2 separate regions of the Mus musculus genome follow, and region 1 is linked to region 2. A link is a contact called in public HiChIP or PLAC-seq data. All regions are on one chromosome and are shown on one strand. Each heading gives the region's core, a stretch centred on a gene start, on an enhancer-like site or on the middle of the called end of the contact. The rest is flanking DNA. Distances are from core to core; before and after follow the strand shown. Region 1 holds the start of Pkm (pyruvate kinase, muscle). Region 2 holds the start of Clk3 (CDC-like kinase 3).

Region 1 (6,483 bases), core at 2,024-4,523, 1.9 Mb after region 2:
AAAGACAAGTGTGAGCTACAGGACAGCATTCTTCACAGAGGCCAGTGACAGCCCACCTTTCATTTATCTGAGTGTAAGCAATCTTGCCTCACGGGTCAGGAAAAGGAACTGTTTTCCTCAATGCTAAGTAGAGAGTATATTGGACTCAAAATTTAAAAACTCCTTGAACTTCACCTTCCTTCCTATCCTCGGTAGTTTTCCATACAGGCTGGGTGTGGCCATGACTCAGTTTGTGGTAAGGATGTGGCCATCAGTGGGGGAGGAGCTTCCTTCTGCCTTTAATTCTATCTGGGAAGGAGCAGCAGTGTCTGCTGCTGAGTCATTACTGGCTCTCACGGATCACAGAATTATTCTGGATAGACCTAGTGATATCTTGGCTTCTTATAGGTGGTGAGGAGGAAGTTCTGTGGATGACACAATTCCACTGGAGCCCTCCAGCCCCAGGGATGAGAAAAAGGTAGGCTTCAGTTCATTTAGATGAACTACTAGCTTCTGGAGCAAAGGACTTTCCACAAATTGAGTTTCAGAACACCTCACACTGTCACCACCATTGGGCCAGAGATGCTGCCCTCTTAAAACTTTCTGCAGAAATAACTTTGCACAGAAGAGGACCCGAAGTCTTTTTAGTTCTAGTTGTCCTTGGAATGAGTGAACCAGGCAGCCAGCCTGTAAGGGCAGACATAGTGTGAAGAACACATCTAAGGAAAAGGTGGCACCTCTTAGGAAGAGTGCACTTGACCCACTGTTTTCCTGTCTTCGCTTTTTTTTCCCCCCTCAGAATATTCTTTATTGTTTGGTTTTTTTGAGACAAGGATTCTGTCTATCTCTGGCTGTCCTAAAACTCATTCTGCAGACCAGGCTGGCCTCAAACTCAGAGATTTACCTGCCTCTGCCTCCATCCAAATGCTGAGATTAGAGTAGTGTGTCACACCGCCCAGCTGCAGAATATGAAAGTTGTCTAATATACAATTTTTCATTGATCATTTTTAAAGTCCCTTATTGGAAAGATAATTATTTTGTCTGATGATGAACAGTAGCCACAGTGATCATTCTGTACTTCCACATGGATAAAACTCATTTCTTGAAACATAGGTGTTTCTGAGGTAATAGTTTTAATATTTCTGTGGTGTCTGATTGCCCCTGACTTAGCAGCAAACCTGGGGATATATGTCCTTTAGAATAATATGAAGTCATAGGAGAGAGGGAAGCATTGAGTTGGGCACTGTTGGACTCATTCACATATAATTAACTGATCAAACTCCACCCTGTGAAATAGGGATTGTCCTCAAGTTACTTTTAACGGACTGTACATGTTAAATTATAGGTATAGTCTATAGGGCTAGTGATTAAACTAGAACAAAGATAAGATACAACCTAACTATGTACTCCTCTATACCATGCCGATTTCTCAGCAGAAGCAAGATAGTAGGAAGTTACTGTGACACATTCTGTCATCTAATGAGAACACTTCCCATAGACCCCATTTGTGTAACTGTCAGATCATTGAAGCCTGCAGATGAAGAGCAATTCTTGGCTAGCACCAATTCTCCAGTTTAATGGATATTCATGTCAGTCTGGGTCCATATCCAGATTGGCCTGGAGTTCTGCCTCAGTCCCTAAGTGTCAAGGTCACAGACTTAAGATCACCAAGCTTTGTATCTAGATTTGTGGTGATGGTAGAGTTCATTAATGCATGTGTGCGTGCATTCCTCTGTGTGTGTGTAAAAGAGGAGAGGAGAGAGAGGGAGGGAGAAAAAGAATGAATATGAATCTATAACCGAAACCCTGACCTGCGTGGGCCTAGATCTGTGTGGCTCAGACTGACTTTGGCCTCTTGAGCGTTGGAATTACAGGTGTGAGCTACTCTGCTTGACGCACAGTATGCACAGTGGACCTCAACATGAGTAGATAGATAACTGTCACCCTGTTGAACACTATGGTTCTTTTGTGTGTGTGTGTCCAAGGCACAAAGAGGTCATTTCTTCTACCCCCTTCTCTTGCAGAAAGGAATGATTTCCTCCACAGATATAACCTCCCCCTCCCCAACTTCATGTTCTTTCCACCATAATAACCAAGCATTTACTTCCCTAAACTAAGGGGACCAAGGGGACTTATAGAAGAAACTAAAAAACTTTATTTCACTACAAATTGCATTTATGTTACCCTTCCCTCTAATCAAAACTGACCGAAAATGGGATGAAGGCCTGTGATTCAACTACAAAGAAGTGTCTGCTTGAAATGGTCACACCCATCTTTTACCAAGAAAAACAAAAGAACAAAACAAAACCAAAAAAAATCCAAAACCTAAGGTACAGTCTTCCCATTTAGAATGTGGCAACATTGTATCTGCTTTCAAAACTCTGCGGAATGAAGACTAGTGTTAACAGTTGGGAAATTAGAAAATACTTTGTAGGGAAAAAATTGTTAATGCCTCCAATACTACAAATTTAAATACATACACGCCTGAGTCAAAAACCAGTGTTGACTCCTGCATAGATAATGGCTACACGTAGGTCCAGTTCTGCACTAATTACCTTGGATTGGTTTGCTGCGTCCAGGTCCAGGCATTTTAAAAGTGCAGGATTCGAGACTCAAAGTATTAACATGGGTCCAATCTAGCCCTCCTTATTAGGAGGTCGCGCTCACGTTCCAAAGAGAGACTTAAGTTCTTCCTACCCAGCCTCTAAGTCTGGAACCCTCTAGGAGGCAGCCCAGACCTTCCACCACTCTCTTGCTCCCATCACCCCAGCTTCCCGTTCCGCTCAGCCTCAGAGGGTGTACTGGGGCGGGCGCCGGGAGGGTGGAGAGTCTCCGGGCGGGGCTGGAGGAATGTCCGTGGACCTATAAATCTGGGCACCGCCCTGGTAGGCCAGGGCAGATGGGGAGACCTGGGCAAAAGGCCAAAAAGGGAACATTTTGTAGCCGATCTAAAGCAACAGGTGGCGGTGGCGCCCGGGAACCTAGGGGTGGTGGTGGCGGCGGCGGCGCTGGCCCGGTGGGCGGGCCTTGCTCCCTCACCACTTCCCCATTGGTCAACAGGATAACCCTTGAGCAAATTTGGTCTACGATGTCCTTCCGCCACGGAAGGTAGTCCTCCTCAAAAGGGCAACCTGCTTGTCCCGCCTACCCTGAGCTTCTCTCAGGAGGTGCGGGCGCCCCGTTGAGAGGCGGGGCGCCGCCGGCCGCAGCCCGGATTGGGCGAGGGGCGGGGCTGCGGAGGGATTGCGGCGGCCCGCAGCTGTGATAACCTTGAGGCCCAGTCGGCGCAGCCCCGCACAGCAGCGACTCGTCTTCACTTGACTGACGTCCGCTCTAGGTATCGCAGCAGGAACCGAAGTACGCCCGAGGTGAGCGGGGAGAACCTAAGCCATCTGTCCCCAGAGCCGATGCCCACTGGTGTGTAACGCAGGCCTGCCTGCCCACGCGGGACTCAGGCGCCAGGCATCGAGCATCCCACTCCGGGTTGGGGAGGAGCCACACTTGAGTCCAAGTCTTAATCCTCCAAATTGAGGGTGGCCGGCTAGCTCCTTTCCCACGGTCTCATTCTGCTCTCTCTTCCATCTCAATCTGGTTCCAGCCTCTTATCTTACTATTGCTATCCTCGCCACCCTGTTCTCGCCCTGCTCCGATGCTCGTCCTCCTACATCCACTACGACTTACGACCTTCCTCTTAGCTCTGTGCCCTCATAATTCGGTGCCCTCCTCTTAATCTCTACTTGAAATAATTCCCCTACTCACCCCACCCCCACCCCCCATTCAGCCTCCGCGTTCATCCTCCTTTCAGGTCAGCGTTCTCTTCCCGCGCCAGTGTTCGCAGCTCTTCGTCGCCCCTCCCCCCTCCGATCCGGTCACGTCCGCGCCGCAGCATCCTTTCAACCTCCATATCCTCGCCCCTCCCCCTCGCAGCTTTTCCCCTCCCCCCGCATTCTAGTCACGTCCGCGGACTCCTCGTGGTCCGGTGCATGGAGGTAGGATGCAGTCACTAGCGGTCCTTGGTAATGCAGCTACAAGTTACGTAACTTTTGTATTCCCGGTGGCCTGGCAAGAAAGGTTGGCCGCTATTGCTGCCTGTTTTGTGTGCCCGCAGATTTTTGGTGGTGGGCACGGGCCCTCATTGCTCTCGCGCTCCATCCTGCGGCGGAGGGGCGGCACGTACTGCGATGCGTCTGATTAATCGGTCATGCTGCTCCCACGTGCTGGCGAGGGGGAGGGTGGGCGATCAACCCATACCCGTTCCCGACAGAAACTGGAGCCCGACGCTACCAGAACACACATAGCCCACAGAGCTCGGTCTAATTAGGGAAGCAGATTTTGTCAAGTCAGTGCTATGAGGAAGATGGGGCTGCATGCACAAGGTGGCCGGCATACTGGTTTTGAAAAAGCCGGGCATCTTCTAGTCTGAAGGCTATAAAGACCCAGTAAATACCCAGTCATAGTAAGATAAGAGCTCGACCACTTTTTCCAAATCCAGGACACTGGTAGTTTGGAAAAAGTGAACCTTATAGTGAAAATCCAGTCGTGCATGGAGGCAGCTAGGTTTTGGAATCCGGTGTGATCTATTAATATTCTTAGGTTTGGCCTCTGGTCCTGTGTCACTCCAGGCTGCTAAATTACTGGTCTCCTTGTAAGTACGGGCCATCCTCGATGTAGTGACTAACCTCGGGTGAAATATCCAGAAGGGCATGCATTATATCCTTTTGGTCAATGAATGAAGTAGTTACCTTGAAGGCTACCAACTTGATTCTGTCTCCTTACTATTTTTATGCACATTAGGGGTAAGCTTGGGGAGGCAGGTAGGCTCTGAATACCCAGTATGCCCATGGAAACAAATTCTCTCTGGAATCCCGTCAGTGTTTACAAAGTAATTAATGTTACATTGCAGCTCTCCTGAGAAAGAGCTATCTAAAGGGAGAAATCTGTGCAGCCTTTGTCTTTGGCTGTGAGGGTAGAAACAAAGAAACAGGTACCCAGATAGAAGCCTTCCGGTCCTCTTTGTTCAAGTAAGCCTTTTATGCCTTCTGGCTTGTAGGAAGTTTGGTACTGTTGCCCCAACAGTGGGGTGGGGGGGCTCAGATCAAGACTCAAGGAAGCATTGTTAGCAAATAATTTGCCCTCTGATGGCCTGATTATGCTGTAGGAAAGGCAGTGAGGGTGTTCTTTGGGAAAGTAGTGTAAACCATCACCGGGTCTGGGCAAGATGACTCAACCTTTCAACTTTGCGGCTTTTGAGAAAATTTTCTTCCTTGGGTGAGTGAGGGGACCACACTTGTTCTCTGAAGTGTTGTAAGGTTCCCTCTTTTTTAGTGAGTCAAATAGCGTGCATTTTCCCTGAATTAAACATGTCTCACTCAGACTGAGTGTGGTGGTTCAGCTTTAATCCCAGTACTTGGGAGGAAGGCCTGTGAGCTTGAGAACATGGAGCGGGTGATACCCTGTTTCCAGAGGTGGCGGGTATCACCTAAATGAAGGTGACCATAAGAGTGGAAATGTGGAGTGGCTGCTTCTAGACGGCATATTTTCATTCTTGAATGATTGGCACAGCAGCTTTTCATAGAACAACCAGTATCCAGATTGGCAGTTTCTCTCGAGGCATTTCTGAATTATTGCTTAAGCCAAACTATATGAATACTAATCACTTATTTAGTACATAGCTATTTTCATTTTAAGCATTATATTTTAAATTATTTAATTTGTAGGGAAATTTGTTAAGAACTGTTTGCCAGCACTCAGGAGGCAGAGGCATGCAGATCTGAGTTTGAGGCCAGCCTACTCTACAAAGTACCAAGACATCCAGAGCTACACAGAAACCCTATTTTGGGAGTGGGCTTTGGTGGAAATGTATCTCAACCAGGTATAATGGCCCTTGATCCCTTTATTCCCGGTGTTCTGGAGGCAAACTGGCAAATGACTTTGAGTTTAGTCCAGCCAGTGAGTGACTTGGCACATTTCATAGCTGACTCCAAACAGATTTATGGGGGCTGGGTATGCCATCTGTGTTATATGAACGTGTTGGTCACAGGAAACGCTATTTTATTTCTTAAAGCTGTTAATTGCTTAATATTGAGTGGAAGGGATGAGGAAGCGGCTATGGACAGAAAGGTAGAAAAAGCGTTTCTTGCCTTAAACTCACATTGGGTTTTTAGCATCTTTAGCTTTTTTGCAGCAAGTCGACACGAGTTGGGCAAGAACTAAGCTGGAGATTGAGGTAGAGGAAAATGACTCATTTGTCTTTCAGTTTCTCAATCATCTCAAATACCCACAGGCAAGTTAACTGGTGAGTTTTTTTTTTTTTTTTTTTTTTTACTGCTTCTGGTAAAGGACCGAGTCATCTCTGTAAACTGCACTCATGGAGACTATAATAGGAGTAGATGACTGTATGACGAAGAACATTCTTCCTGCCCTGGAACTTTCGTGCGTCTTGAAATTTTTAACCAAGAGCCAGACTTACTTTGGCTATGTAGTAATCAGGAGAGGTGAGCCCCA
Region 2 (6,300 bases), core at 3,369-5,868:
ACCAGCCCTGAGAAGTGTGTCCCAATCATGTGTACCATGTAGCCTGTGTATGGAACAGTGGAAAGATATAGACAGGCTGGAAATCAGCCAACGCCGGAGCCAGAGCCCTTATAGTTGCCACTGGCAAGGGGCCAGAAAATGGAAGGCATACCATCCTTGCTCAGTCCTATACCAGACAGCACACACGCACACACACACCTCATGTGTGTACCCACAATGGTGTATGTACACAGGGTTGCCAGTACTCACCCAGACCAGCTAGCCTGAGAGAAGCGAGAAAGAGGTGAGGCCTTTAGGCCCCTATTAGCACACTCTGGCCACCACTCACCGAGGAAGCACTGCTACAAGACCTGGTACGGCGTTTGTGACAGTGGTGGGCATGCTTGCGGGTACGGTACGGCGCCCTCTCTCGTGACCGTCTCCGATGTCGAGAACGTGAAGACCCATAGCAGTCCTCTCCAAAAGATGGGCTCCGCTCTTCACACCGATACGTATCACTGTCACGGTGTTCCCGGTACCTCCGCTGGTAGGGTATACGATCATGGCTGCCAAGAGGGGGTAGCAAGATGAGTCAAGAAGGCCTACTAGCCAGGTTCCTGCTGCAGGGTTCCTACTAGCCAGCAGGCAAGAGGCCTTTGGCAGGGCCCCTGCAAAGGCTCTCAAGGAAAGCCTGTTAGAGCTGAAGTATCCAGGCTGAGGGGGAGTGAACAGGGCAAGAGAAGGTACAAAGATACAAAGCTTATTCTCCAGAGCCTTAGGTAATGACAGTGTCCCTCTAGTGCCACAGTGTCCCTCTAATGCCACAGAGGGAGGAAGAAGAAGGGGAGCACAGGAAGGCCTCCAAGAATAGCAGAGTTGACCAGGCTGCTACAACTGTAACTTTGGTCTGGGGACTTAGATAGGACTTGGGACCAGTCTTTCAAGGCTAGGGTGATGTTCCTACTTCTACTGAGGAAGACTCAGGGGTAGGGTACTGGCCTAGAAAATACAGAGGGAGAGAGACCACTCTGACAAAGAAAGAAAGGATGACAAGGAAGGTAACTTCTGTTGAGGCCAGGAAAAGGAAGCAAGCACAGGCAAGGATCCCAGAGAGGTCAGGGCAAGAATCTACGGGCGGCTGGGCAGAAGCAGCCATCTAAAGGAGCCTGAGAGCAGCAGAGCTCTGGGCCATTCTACTCATCTAGCTGAGGAAAGCTTCTTCCCACCCAGATCCCACTCACCTTCTGGACCGTGATCTCCGTGGGGGAGGCTCCCTTCGGGATGGGTATCGTAGTCGACCTTCATGCTCCCGACTGTAAGACCGCCTCCTCTTCCAGCGGTAGCTCAGGTATGGGTCTGGCTCTGGGGAACGGTATCGCTTACAGTGATGCATCTAGGCCACAAGAAAGAGAAAGCCCTGCTCAACACACAGCTCACTGCTTCCAGCCACAGGGCTGCCTGGTGCAGCCAGGTGCTCCTGAAGAAGAGGCCCATTGTTCTGTTTAGGGGTAGCCCCTCCCAGGGGTTTATGAAGTAAAGAAGAACTCTGATGTCACAGTGACAGAACAGCAGACAATGGGTGGATGACTCCCTCCTCTGCCAAGTGAATAAACAAACAGGTGCCTCTCCAGCCTGGCCCAGGGGCCTGAACACTCAAACTATGCAAGCCAGGGCCCAGATACAGAAGTAGATGTAGTGGGATGCTGAGCACTGCCACGGGGATGCCAAGGACAGGAGGAATGGAGAGGTTTTTTGCTCAATTTCTTCATGCCTATGGGATCCTATAACCTAAATGTTCTAGAAGCCTGGAGCTAATGAACTGGTGGCACAGAGCCAAAGTACTAAACTGAAACTTGCCTGGCTAAAGCAATGAACTGGACTCAACTCAAAGAAATTCAAAACTCTTCAGTCAGTGAGGAACCACAGTAGAAATGAGAACTCTGACCCTTGAGCAAAGACACAATGTCTCACCAATAGTCCCTACTCCTATCAGGTTCCAGCCAAGTGGGCCTGGGCCCAGAAGGCCTGCCCAGCTCTTGCTGACCCATCCAGAGTATCAGCCCAGAAAGGAGCCACAATCAGGTATCTAAGCTGCTTGCCTGAGGCAAATTTTAGTGGCCCTCAGACCAACTAGAGTCCCATACCAGGTGCTTCCTCTTTAACAGCATCATAGCCATCCCTTCTAGCTCCTCCTACTCCGGCACTCTTTCTTGTGCCCTATCTCTGAAGGAGCCAAGAAGACGTGGCTGTAGGTCTACACTGGGAAGTAGGACAAGTATTCCTTAACCACGGAGTACTTAGATCCAATACCGGAGACTCCCAAATGGGATCAGCAGCCAGTTCAGAGAGATGGCTACGTGAGTCTGGCACCGTTTTCACCCATATCCAGCCCCTTCACATTTTGTCCACCAGATGGCCAGGCATGAGAGCACAGCTTGTTTGCTTTCCAAGCCTTCAATTGCTCACACCCAACCTCTAGTAGTGCATAGTCCTAGGCTTGCCTGGCCAAGCACCTTTTAAACAAATCCATCAAGGCTGCTCCATCTCACCAGCACAGTCCAAAGATGAAATAGGTACTTGTGTATGAGCAGGATTGGGAGGCAATTTATGTAAACCTCTGGGAGCCCTAAGAAAGGCACTGTTGTTTTCACACTTATCTGAATGTCCCCCACCCCATGACCTTATGACAGGTGCTCAGGCTGTAGCCTGAAAGCAGTAGCCCATGTCTCACCAACTGACCCAAAAGACAACCTACTGGCCAGGCATACATCTTCCCAAAAGGCAAAGTGGTCCTGCCCATCCTCACCAGGCAGACAGAGCACCCTAAGCATCCTATCTGGAGGATGTTGTAATGCGGTCTAATCTACAGCAGACCAAAATTTTCCTTCTGGGACCTAAGTGGATTTCTATGACCACATATGTCTACTTGAGTGGAAAGTCACAGCCTCAGAGTCGAATGCCAACCTGCTCCACAGCAATACCACTTCACTGTTGCCTTTAGGCAAGTTATTAAACCACTTTAAGCTTCAGCCTCCTCTTGAAACAAGGGAACAATAATCTCTTACAGGCTCCATAGGAATTAAATGTCTGCCCTATAAAGTCAAAAGCCTAGCACAGGTTTGGGCCACAAGAAGTACTAAAGACAGCCTTTCATTAGCACTGAGAAGGTTCCGGCTAACACTCAGGGCTATGTTGAATGCCTTAATTTATAATTCCTTCCAAGGGACCGGGTAGGAAGTTTTGGCAGGAAACCTTGAACTCGATCCCAGTGTTGCCACTTACTGGCCCTGTGGCCTTATACAAGTCACTCTAGACCTAAATTGTCATGCCTGAAAAATGAAGATAACACCTCTCATACTGGCAAAGATGGCCCAATATTTTGGCCATGAAGTACCACACATAGGCAGTAATGGAGATAATCTCCCTTGCAACGCATCCCAGGCAGGTGAAAAATGGGAGCTACCAGGTGGCCCATGTCCTCCTCCCAGCCAGGTCGTTTGAGCCTATTTCTCACAAATTCTCCGATTCCATGAGTCCTCGGCAAAGAAGCTTTTTAAAACGTAAAGGCCACAATTATGCTTTGGGAGGCTCTGCTCTGAACAATGAAGAAAAAGGCAATGTGACCAATGAGACCAAGTTACTGGATGCCAATTTTTCTATGAGCACAGGCCTCTCTGGCTTCTCATTTGCTGTTCCTGGCTAGAGAACCGGGCTAACAAGAAGAGCAGCCAGCCAGGTCAGCGGCTGCCCTCCCGGATTCCTGCCACCCAAGCGACCCATGGTTATTTTTGGCTGGCAGTGCCCCACCACTGCAACCTCAAACCTGCCACCTCGCAATCTGCGGCTGCCACCGGGCAAAAACGCTCCTCCTTTTCAAGGGCACGGAGGAGGGAAACTGGAAGGCCGCCAACTCCGCCTTGATGGGGGCTAGACTCTGGCAATTCCCACCCAAGCATCAGGGCACCCGCACCCGGAACTAAAGCATAGAGGCTCCCGACCGGACCGAGGAGCAGCCTGGACATTTGTACTCCTGGCTTGGTCTGGCCCATTCTCCGGGATGGAGCGGTTCCATCATAACAAAACACGGAGGGGGCCGGCGGCCCGCACTCGAGTCCCTTCCTTCTGCCCGAATCCCAGGGATCTCAGAGCCCCGTTCCCCGTAACCGCCAAGGGAAGACCCGGCGACCAAAGGGATGGCCAGCCTGGGCCAGAATCAAACTCCAGGCGGCGCGCGAAGGAGATCTGCGGGCTAAGCCTCGAGCTCGGGGCAGGGAAAGCCTTTCCAGGATAGCCTAGGTCGGACGCGACCCAGCCAGCGGGCCGGCGCGGGACCCAAAGGGAAGCCTCCCAGCCGGCTCCGAGGCCGCTGGAGCTCCGCCTCCAACACCGCGGGAACCAGAAAAGGGGTCTGCAGTGACCGCCCTCAGGGAGAGAAGCGGCGGGTCAGGGGTGAGAGGTCGGGACCGCGGCCTGACGTGGGCCGAAGAGGGAAATAGGTCCAAGCCGAGACCCGACCGGGTGGCACGGTACCCGTACCGGCGTGGCCGTCCCCACCGACTCACCCCAGCTGCCCGGCCACGGGCTCGGGCCCACACTCACCGTCTCCCAGGCTCCGGCTGCGGCTAGGCCCCACTCCCCACTCCGAGCGCCTCTTCCGCTTCCGGCTCTGGCCTCCGCCCGTGGCAGCACCGCCCCCTCGCGTGACGCAGCCGTCGGCGGCCCGGGCTCGACCCGGCCCAGAGGCCTGACCGCTCTAGCCCCGAACTCGCAGACTCTGGGGGACTGGCCTGCCCCGCCAGGGTCCGGGCGACATCGGTGGAGGTCTCTTCCCGGAGGTCCCGGGAGCAGCCTCGGGCCGCGGCCTGCCCCTCTCCGTGTGGTGCTGCACGTAGGCCCCCGAGGCCGCATCGGTGCGCGACCACGGTCTGAGGACGGCTCTGGGCCTAAAGGAGGAACCCACCGGACTGCCAGGCTGGGGCCGCTTCCCCGCCGCGGCCCAGCTGTGCTCGCCAGCCTCTTCCTGCGCGCGGAGAGGACCGGCATTGTTCTCCCGGGGCCCGGGAGGGCGCTAGAGACGAAGGCGGTCGGTGCGCCCGGGCAGAGGAAGGCGGGCGCGACTCCGCTTGCGCGCAAGAAGCAAACGACACATTCTGCTCTCGGCTTGTGCGGGTTTTTTGAAAGTCCTGGTGCCACGCCCCAGCTGGCTCGAGCGAGCAGTCTCCGGGAAGATCCCCGCGAGCCTCGGCGGTGGGGTCTGACGGAGAAATCGTCCCCTTCCCTTGAACACCTCAGAGCGTCTTGCTGTCAGTCTTGCTAGGAAACCCGCGCCACACAAAAGCCCCGAGCCGCGCCGCGCTCCCGCTCTGCCACTCGAGTCACTCAGCCCGTCCTTTCGCTGCGGCATCGGGCGTGAGGCACCCAGTCTAGACCCCTCCCACCTACTGTCCAACGCTTTGTCGTGGCAGGATCATGAGGTCTTATTTTTTTTTTTTTCAGAAGAGAATACAAGTCGCGGTCCTTTGGTTGGGCCTCGCTTTGACAGCGTCCCCGCCCCCGCGCGTCGCGCAGCCAAGCGGGCGGGTGCCGCGCCTAATTGCCCCACGCCACGCGAGGTCCGCGAGGCTGCGGCGGCCGGCCAGGGCGGGGCATAGCTTTAGGATCTTGCTGACTCAACGCGGACAGCCAGGGTTTCCCAGGTGTCCCCTCCCCGTACGGGATGCGCGCCCACCAGGTGCTGTGGCTCCCTAGGCCCCCCTGCAGTGATGAAACTGCCTTTAGAGAGCTTTGCCTCTGGTTCTGACGTAATGGCCCGGCATCTTCATCACCAACCAAGTAAAAGCGGTTGAGTTAAAAAGCTGGGTGATTATGTTTTGCAAACTCAAACTGACTCATAGTCACCTTCCAACCCCACAGACATTCAACAGCCATTTCAACTGCTTCTGCCCGAGTCCTGCCCCATTGGTTTCCAGCCTAGAAGCCAAAGATTGAAATATCCAGGCGTCAGAAGATGCAGCTCCCACCTGAGGCCAGGCCCACACTGATAGAATTTCCTTCGTTCACAGGTTTCTGTGGTGTCGTCACCTCCTACCAATGCTGCCCAGCCATGTTTCCATGGCTACGGGAAAATAGCATCCTCCAGTTTAAGGCCGACATCCTCAAAAAGTTCCCATCTCCTGCCCTACCCCAAGTGTCAGAAATGAGATAATTTAGACCGTCTTCCTGCCTACCATCCTAACAGGAAAAATCAGGGCCATCTGCCTACAGCCCCCACTCTCTCTACAGAGAGGACTTCTTGCTGACAGCTGATATAGGAGCTGTCTC

Evidence for each region. HiChIP or PLAC-seq counts read pairs in DNA pulled down with a chosen protein or histone mark.
Region 1: a FOXA1 HiChIP or PLAC-seq map of pancreatic cancer cells shows a contact between it and region 2. The contact joins the promoter of Pkm here to the promoter of Clk3 in region 2. A contact is called at or near these places in 1 of 39 promoter capture datasets (pre-B cells) and 1 of 115 datasets of contacts at active chromatin or transcription factors (pancreatic cancer cells).

Annotation. Positions count from the first base shown.
Region 1 is chr9:59,653,303-59,659,785 of GRCm38.p6, forward strand. It overlaps Pkm (pyruvate kinase, muscle), which reads left to right and starts at 3,274. Exons shown (of 11, transcript NM_011099.4): 1 at 3,274-3,347. It overlaps Gm51708 (a long non-coding RNA gene), which reads right to left and starts at 2,604. Exons shown (of 4, transcript XR_003948336.1): 1 at 2,535-2,604.
Region 2 is chr9:57,760,496-57,766,795 of GRCm38.p6, forward strand. Clk3 (CDC-like kinase 3) reads right to left here and starts at 4,619. Exons shown (of 13, transcript NM_007713.5): 1 at 4,579-4,619; 2 at 1,221-1,372; 3 at 329-545. The coding sequence starts at 1,372.